3 separate regions of the Mus musculus genome follow, and regions 2 and 3 are each linked to region 1. The links are chromatin contacts, called in public HiChIP or PLAC-seq maps. All regions are on one chromosome and are shown on one strand. Each heading gives the region's core, a stretch centred on a gene start, on an enhancer-like site or on the middle of the called end of the contact. The rest is flanking DNA. Distances are from core to core; before and after follow the strand shown.

Region 1 (2,568 bases), core at 26-2,525:
GCCCCAGCCCAGGAGCCAGCAAGGAGTAGAGGAGGGGGCAAGTTTTAAGCAGAGACAAATGACGTTGGGGCTTGTGAGAATCCCGCGATTTCCTGTGGAGTAGTCGCGGGCTCTTCCCGGGCTGGCTCCCTTGCACCCGGGAGCTCTTTTGTTTTGGAAGATGCTGGCAGCATCACTGTATTAAGAGCAGGCCGCGTTGTGTTGTGGATTACTGTTTTGGTGTTGCCGTTGGCTTTTGTCTGTTAAATTAACTGCTGTACATTTTCTTGTTCTCTGACGACATCGGGGGCTTACTTTTCTCACTCCTTCTCACAGGGACCCCATATGCCCAAGTCCAAGCACAGGTGGGGGGTGGAGGGCGGGTGGGGGGTGGAGGGCGGGCGGGTGGGGGCCCGGGGGTACGGAGGCATTGCCAGCCCATTCTAAAGATTACAAGTGTTCTTGGAGACTGCTCGGACTATCTCAGCCCTTGGAAAGATTCTAGACTTTCCTGGCTTAAACTGAAGCATGGGGCCCAGGTTTGACTTTTGCTTAATTTTCTCAGTGTCCCCAGGCTTGAGTCCCCACCCTTGTTTTGGGGTCCACAGAGCCCCGCAGGGGTAGTGCAGGGCTCCCGCTTCTCCTCCAGCCTTCTGCCAGCTTTGAAGACCTTCCTTCCAGCAATGCTACTGTACACGTGGTGAGGAACGCCACCCGCAACAAAGCTCGTGTACATATCTCCGTGTACATACGGAGTGTACATACATACATACATAATACAGTGTACATACATATAGTGCCCCGTGTTATAAAGATAACAGAGCATGGCATTTCTTTGGCATTCCAATTTTTTTTAACCCTTGGAAATATGGTTTTGGCAATCTTTTATTCTTCTTTTTCCTCTTTTCTATTTAATAAACATCCATGTGACCTTCCTGGTAGCTTCTTGAATTCCTGTGTCTTCCATTTCTGTAATCAGATCTCCAGCTGCCCTGAATGCTTTCGTCTCTCTCTCTCTCTCTCTCTCTCTCTCTCTCTCTCTCCCTACAACCTCACCTGCTGGTCTTTCCATTTGGATGGCCATCTTCCCCTTTCCTTGGGGACCAATCCAACATTTTCTCCGCTCACTGGGTCCCCTGTAGCCAAGGATGTAGACTCTGAACGAAGCACCAGGCCCCGAGGGTGCACAGTGCCCGTTTCCTTCCTGGGAGGTTGGACTGGCTGGCAAAGGAAATGTGTGTGAGATAGATGTTGAAATGATGCTAACCACAAATGAGCACGGGGTATGAGTAGTCAGAACTTAGAGCTGACGGTTGCCACCACGAGGGGATCTTCTGAAATGCAGCGGGGGTGGCAAGGTGCAGTCTACAGCCCAGCCAACATCTTTATTAGCTGATGCGCGGAGACCTGGGGAACCTAACAAATTTACCGATGAAGGGAAAGAAATAGATTACAGATAAACACAGGAGAACGCACAAAACTGTTGTAAAATTTGATAAAATAGACTTCGAACAAAACAACAATCCATCGGGGGAACATTATGATTCTAAATGTATGTGCCCTGAATACAGGTACACACAATCTCATAAAACGCATGCTATTTAGATGGAAAGTCACAGATTAACCTTAGCATGATAGTACTGGGTGACTTCAGTACCACACTCTTACCAATAGGTCATCCCCTCACCACAAAATATACAGAAACATTCAAATTAAATGACATTGTACACCACATGGTCTTAACAGACATCTATAGAGCACTTCATTCAAATGCTGTATAGTACTTACTCGTCTCAGCAGCCCATGGGACATCCTCTCGTACAAGGATACAACATTAAAATAATTTCCATATCCTGGATGAGTACAAGACTGTAAGGCTACAAATCAACAGCCAGAGAAACGCCAGAACACATACCAATTCGTGACGAATCTAGAAAGTTCTGGATAGGCAGAAAAAAAAATCTAACAAGATGGAACCCTTGTGGGTTATGGAAAGATCAGTGCCTGGGGGATAATTAGCCTCTGGGCTTCCCTGTACCCATGGAATATTCTAGAGCAGTGGCTCTCATATGGTGCCTCATGTTAGGGTGACTCTCAACCATAAAATTAATTTCATTGCTGGTTACTTCATAACTGTAATTTTGCTACTGTTATAAATAGTAATATAGGGCTGGTGAGATGGCTCAGCAGGTAAGAGCACCTGACTGCTCTTCCAAAGGTCCTGAGTTCAAATCCCAGCAACCACATGGTGGCTCACAACCATCCGTAATGAGATCTGACTCCCTCTTCTGGTGTGTCTACAGTGTACTTACATATAATAAATAAATACATCTTATAAAAAAAGGTTTTAAAAAAATAAATAGTAATATAAATATCTGATTTTTTTCTGGTGGTTTTAGGTGACCCCTGTGAAAGGGTCACTTGGCCCCCCCAAAGGGGTTGAGACCCACAGGTTGAAAATCACTCTCCTAGGGCATCTCAGGGTTCATGAGCATCAGGTGGGTAGAAAGAATACATCATCTCCTGTCATTGGTTCAGGAGCAGCTGGCTGAAAGACAGAGAGAGATGTGCCTGCAATTTTATCACCAG
Region 2 (2,568 bases), core at 41-2,540, 250 kb before region 1:
TACTGTGATACTGTTCTTACCTGATAATGGTGTTAACATTACAAGGAGTTTGCCCTTGCTCTTAGGAATGCCTAATGTCTGCTACTCACTCTTTTTTTTTTATTTGATTGTTTTAAGTTAGGTGAGATTGTGGATGTACACAATAAATCCCAATGTCCATGGAGGTCAGAAGTACAGGACTGCTGGAGTTACAGGTTGTAGTGGGCTACTCAGTGTGAGCACTAGGAACTGACCTGAGATTCTCTGCAAGGGCAGTATGCACTCTTAGCCACTCAACTCTCTCTAGCGCCCACTTATTCCTTTAGTAGAAACTTTATACACAGAAAACGTAAAGGAAGCAAACGCCCTCTGACGTCAGAGGTGAGCTCCCGGGTTTGGGGTTTGCCTCTGGGCTCCAGGCTTGCTGTGATCCAGTTTTCCACACTATGCCCTGATAGAAAATATGTAATTCTCTTTCTGATTTGACAGAAGTTTATAATTAAGAGATTGTCTTGAGTTTCAAGAGACGTTGGATTTGAAACAGTGTTGAGTCTGTGAAAGGCTACAAGGACCTTTGAATTTGGTCTAAATTCATTTTGTATTAATTTGGTCACAAGCCAATGAGTGTGGGGAGAGCAGACGTAGTCGTTTGAATGAGAATGTCCTCCACGGGCTCAGATGTTTGGATATTTGGTGGAACTCGCTGGGAAAGTTTAGGAGCTCGACAGGAGGTTGGCTCTGAGACGCCGTAACACTTGTAGCCAGCTTTGTCTACCTTGTATTATGGTTGAGAATGTGAGCTCTCAGCTTCCTGCTCCTGCCACCAAGATGGACTCTTACTGTTTCAGAGCCATAAACCCAGACAAACTCCTTCTGTAAGTTACCTTGGTCGTGATGTTTCTCACAGTAATAGGTAATACAGATAATGCAGAAGTAGGTTTCTGGCCAGTGCTTTGGTGAGTCGCCTTCTAGGAGACCAGTAGCTTATCTTCTCACTGAACAAAGTATGAGCACTTCCTTGCACACTAACCAATGGAGAGTTATATAAGCATTCTTCACATACGATAAAATTTTTTTTAGATTTTTATTCTTCTGTGTATGGGTAGCTTGACTGCAAGTATGTCTCTGCACCACACATGGCAGTCCCCATGGGGATCCGGTAGATGGTACCAGAGAAATAAAGGGAATCAGTATAATGTCATGTGTCAAAAAACAGGTTAAGTGAGTGGGGAAGAATGACCTGTCAGGCTATATATGAACTTCCCAAATGCTCGAATGAAACCACACAGATATAACTTCCTGCTAGAAAAGGCAACGTCGTAGGGCTGGGGTATAGCCCAGTGACAGAGTGATGGCTAGCACGTCAGCGCCAGTGTACATTCCCAGGATGGGGGAAAACTAGTTTTGTTTTGCTTTATTTTTTTTTTTTTTTTTTGTTTTTTTGAGACAGGGTTTCTCTGTATAGCCCTGGCTGTCCTGGAACTCACTCTGTAGATTAGGGTGGCCTCGAACTCAGAAATCCTCCTGCCTCTGCCTCTGACTAAAGGCGTGCGCCACCACGCCCGGCCCAGCACTGTTTTGCTTTTGATACAGAGTTTCACCATATGACCCTGGCTGGCCTCGAATATGCTGTGTACAGTAGGCTGGCCTAGAATATGCTATGTACAGTAGGCTGGCCTCGAATATGCTGTGTACAGTAGGCTGGCCTAGAATATGCTGTGTACAGTAGGCTGGCCTCGAATATGCTGTGTACAGTAGGCTGGCCTCGAATATGCTGTGTACAGTAGGCTGGCCTCGAATATGCTGTGTACAGTAGGCTGGCCTCGAATATGCTGTGTACAGTAGGCTGGCCTAGAATATGCTGTGTACAGTAGGCTGGCCTCGAATATGCTGTGTACAGTAGGCTGGCCTAGAATATGCTGTGTACAGTAGGCTGGCCTAGAATATGATGTGTACAGTAGGCTGGCCAAGAATATGCTGTGTACAGTAGACTGGCCAAGAATATGCTGTGTACAGTAGGCTGGCCAAGAATATGCTGTGTACAGTAGGCTGGCCTAGAATATGCTGTGTACAGTAGACTGGCCAAGAATATGCTGTGTACAGTAGGCTGGTCTAGAATATGCTGTGTACAGTAGGCTGGCCTAGAATATGCTGTGTACAGTAGGCTGGCCTTGACTCATGAGATCTGCCTGCTTTTGCCCAACAGTTATCTTGTTTGTTAACAGTTTTGTCTTAACTGAACTTTTATTATAAAATTGCACAAACATATACAATTCAATAGATCGCTACATAGTAAACACACCTGTATAAAAACACAAGTTTGTAAAAAGCTAAATACTCACCTATCATAAACATGCCAAGAGAAATAAAAACAGCTGTCTATACAAAGACCTGTATGCCAATGTTCACAGCAATTTTAGAGAAATTGAAAATTGGGACAAATCCAAAGCTCATCTATAAATGAATGGATAAAGTGTGGCCCATCACAAAGGGAGGAGCAGCTCAGGGCTGCAAGCCCAGGGCCCTGATTTGATCATTGGCACTGAAGGTTAAAAAAAAATGGCGTAGTCTGAATCCTGTCATTAAGTA
Region 3 (2,568 bases), core at 52-2,551, 190 kb before region 1:
TTGTAGGTTCATTGCGAGCTAAGAGTGGAAACCAAGCAAGTATGTGCTAACTTTTTGTGTAGTCACCAATTCTGCGAGAGATTCCGATGTGTGGTCATAATTGGGAAACACAGGCTTGAAGTCTGATTGCTCCCGAGTTGAGATGTTTGTGTGGCTGTCAGAAAAACACATGCGGTGAGGAGAGAGAGTGATTGTCAGGCTGGTGAAAAACAGTGTCTGTCTGTCCTGTCCACTCCACCAAAGGCAAAGCACTCATAGGTTCATTGATCGCTGCTCTCTTTCAACAAACACATTTGTGACTCAAGCCTTTAATCCCAGCACTCAGGAGGCAGAAGCAGAGACTCGTGGACTACTAAGTCTGAGTTCTGCAGAGCAAGTTCCGGGACAGCCAGGTCTACACAGAGAAACCTTGTCTCTGAAAATAAGTGTGTGTGGCTCCACAGTGTCCAGATAGGCATGAGAGGGGACAACAAAGCTTCAAAGATGGGACGAGTCAGGAAAAGCACACATCACGGCCAGGCCCAGGGCTTAACTAGGAGAGGCGGGGCAGGCCTGGGGCATAACTAAGGAGAGGCGCGGCAGATTTAATTTGCAGTGCACAAACTCATTAGCTGGACACAGAAGATGGAAGAATACAAAAATAGACAGGATTGTGCCTGTCAGAACACTGTGCCCTGAACAAAGGACAAAAGGAAGGCACAGAAACGCACAACTGCTCCTGATAGATTAAGGCCCACTGAAGAGGGAAGAAAGATTTGTTAATTGAGAAAATACCTCAATCAGACTGGCCCCTAGGCAAGTCTGTAGGGCATTTTCTTGATTAATGGTTGATGTAAGGATCTGACCCACCATGGGCAGTGCCACCCCTGGGCAGATGGATGAGATGACAAAGCCACAGGGAAGCCATGGGAGCAAGCCACCAAGTAGCACTCCTCCGTGGTCTCTACATCACTTCCTGCCTCAGCGGATGGTGACTAAAGGCAAACAAACTCTTTCGTTCCCGAGTTGCTTCTGGTCACAGAGTTTTACCACAGAAATAGGAACCTAGCTATGATAACTACACTATCACTTATCAGAAAAGAAAAATCAAATTGTTTCATTTTGGTGGTTATTTTCTAGACAAATGAATGAATTATAAATGCATATTAATATACTGGCACTCAGCACGGTGATGATCTTTGAGATTGTTTCTAAGCATATATTTTGAGAAATCATACAACTTTTTGGCCAGTGAGATGATTCATGGGTAAAGGCTCCTGCTGCCTATCCCACCTGACAACCTGAGTGACCCCAGAGAGCCACCTAATGGAGGCAATGACAACTTCATGTGTACACCCCACCCCCACAGACACAGACACACACAGAGGCACACACAGGCACACACACACAACTTCTACATGCTGTGGCACATGAATGTATACATTCAAATATAACTCAAGAACACTGTAAATCTAGGTTCCTCCCAGGATTTTAATAACCTCGGTTACAGTCTTCTCATAGCACTGCTGGCACACGTATTCTCAGCAAATGAGAGCAGCCCTATGCCTAGCCACTGGGCACACACAAGCGCCTCCTATAGCAGACTCAGAGCCGTTCAGTTCAGTGGCTCATTCATGCTCCCTGGTGAAGTTCTCCCAAGATGACAGCCCCATACGTTGTGTGGCTTCTCCTTCTGCATTTATTGTATTTCTGGCAAGTAGTTGTGACCCACAACGGCTGGCTTTAGAAAGAATACAGCTGCAGAGAGAAGAGATGCTGGATTTTAGCAGGGATGGAAGAAACTTTCCTGGAACATGGATGGGGGGTGGGGTGGGGTGGGGGATGTCCTCTAACTCCACGGAGGAAATCTTAAACATTTCTTTTGCCTCAGTGTGTCAGCCTGATGTCACTGTAACAGAGTACTGGATAAAGGACTTAAGAAGTACAGAGGATATTATTGGTTCATTGTTCAGAGGTTCAAATCCAAGGTCACATGGTCCTATTAGTTTGGGTTGCTGCAGAAGGTGGCAATGTCACAACAGGAGACAGGATCAGAGCACACTGCTCACAGCTCAAGCCAGAGCAGAAGAATCAGAGACCCTTTTAGGGGCATGTCCCTCAGTGGTCTAAAAACCGGCCATGGGGGTCCTATTTTTTTTAAGGGCTTCTTAAAAGATCACTTACTTATTTTAATTTTATGTGCATTGGTATTTGCCTGGATATATGTTTGTGTGAGTGTGTCTGATACCCTGGAACTGAAATTACAGACAGTTGTGAGCTGCCATGTGGGTGCTGAGAACTGGACCCAGGTCTTCTGGAAGAGCAGCCAGTGCTCTTAACAGCTGAACCATCTCTCCAGCCCCAAAGGCCCCACTTCTTTTTAAAAATGTATGTGTTTGAAGCTGGGCATGGTTTCACGTCAGTACTAGGGAGGCAGAGGCAGGCAGATCTCTGAGTCTGAGGCCACAGATTGAATTCTAGGACAGTCAGGGCTACACAGAGAAACCCAGTATGGGGAGGGTAGGTATGTGTTTGAGGGGTTTTTTGTTTTTTTTTTTGGTTTGTTTGTTTGTTTTTGCCTGTATGTAT

What was found. HiChIP or PLAC-seq counts read pairs in DNA pulled down with a chosen protein or histone mark.
Region 2: an H3K4me3 HiChIP or PLAC-seq map of bone marrow-derived macrophages shows a contact between it and region 1, with 4 times the contacts expected there. The contact joins two enhancer-like sites. A contact is called at or near these places in 2 of 15 datasets of contacts at CTCF or cohesin (large pre-B cells and pro-B cells), 5 of 484 Hi-C or Micro-C datasets (B cells, bone marrow-derived macrophages, embryonic stem cells and 2 more), 6 of 115 datasets of contacts at active chromatin or transcription factors (astrocytes, bone marrow-derived macrophages, embryonic basal ganglia and 2 more) and 3 of 9 other capture datasets (embryonic stem cells, liver and pancreatic islet).
Region 3: a contact with region 1 is called in an H3K27ac HiChIP or PLAC-seq map of the HPC-7 cell line, with 6 times the contacts expected there. The contact joins two enhancer-like sites. A contact is called at or near these places in 1 of 15 datasets of contacts at CTCF or cohesin (large pre-B cells), 11 of 484 Hi-C or Micro-C datasets (CD8 T cells, the G1E-ER4 cell line, the MNK3 cell line and 5 more) and 5 of 115 datasets of contacts at active chromatin or transcription factors (the HPC-7 cell line, craniofacial prominence, embryonic limb bud and 2 more).

What each region holds. Positions count from the first base shown.
Region 1 is chr1:180,430,733-180,433,300 of GRCm38.p6, reverse strand. It overlaps Stum (mechanosensory transduction mediator), which reads left to right. Exons shown (of 4, transcript NM_001081227.2): 4 at 1-928. Among named protein-coding and RNA genes, the nearest start is that of Gm39712, 24 kb to the right of the region's middle. Within about 2 kb of position 1,275, at least 122 of the 459 cell types and tissues checked have an H3K27ac peak or open chromatin away from gene starts, as enhancers often do. A contact at or near this core is called in the HPC-7 cell line and bone marrow-derived macrophages, where this site is marked.
Region 2 is chr1:180,678,428-180,680,995 of GRCm38.p6, reverse strand. All of the region lies in intron 11 of Lin9 (lin-9 homolog (C. elegans)), which reads right to left. Among named protein-coding and RNA genes, the nearest start is that of Mixl1, 17 kb to the left of the region's middle. Within about 2 kb of position 1,290, at least 8 of the 459 cell types and tissues checked have an H3K27ac peak or open chromatin away from gene starts, as enhancers often do. A contact at or near this core is called in bone marrow-derived macrophages, where this site is marked.
Region 3 is chr1:180,620,939-180,623,506 of GRCm38.p6, reverse strand. No RefSeq gene overlaps it. Among named protein-coding and RNA genes, the nearest start is that of Lin9, 19 kb to the left of the region's middle. Within about 2 kb of position 1,301, at least 5 of the 459 cell types and tissues checked have an H3K27ac peak or open chromatin away from gene starts, as enhancers often do. A contact at or near this core is called in the HPC-7 cell line, where this site is marked.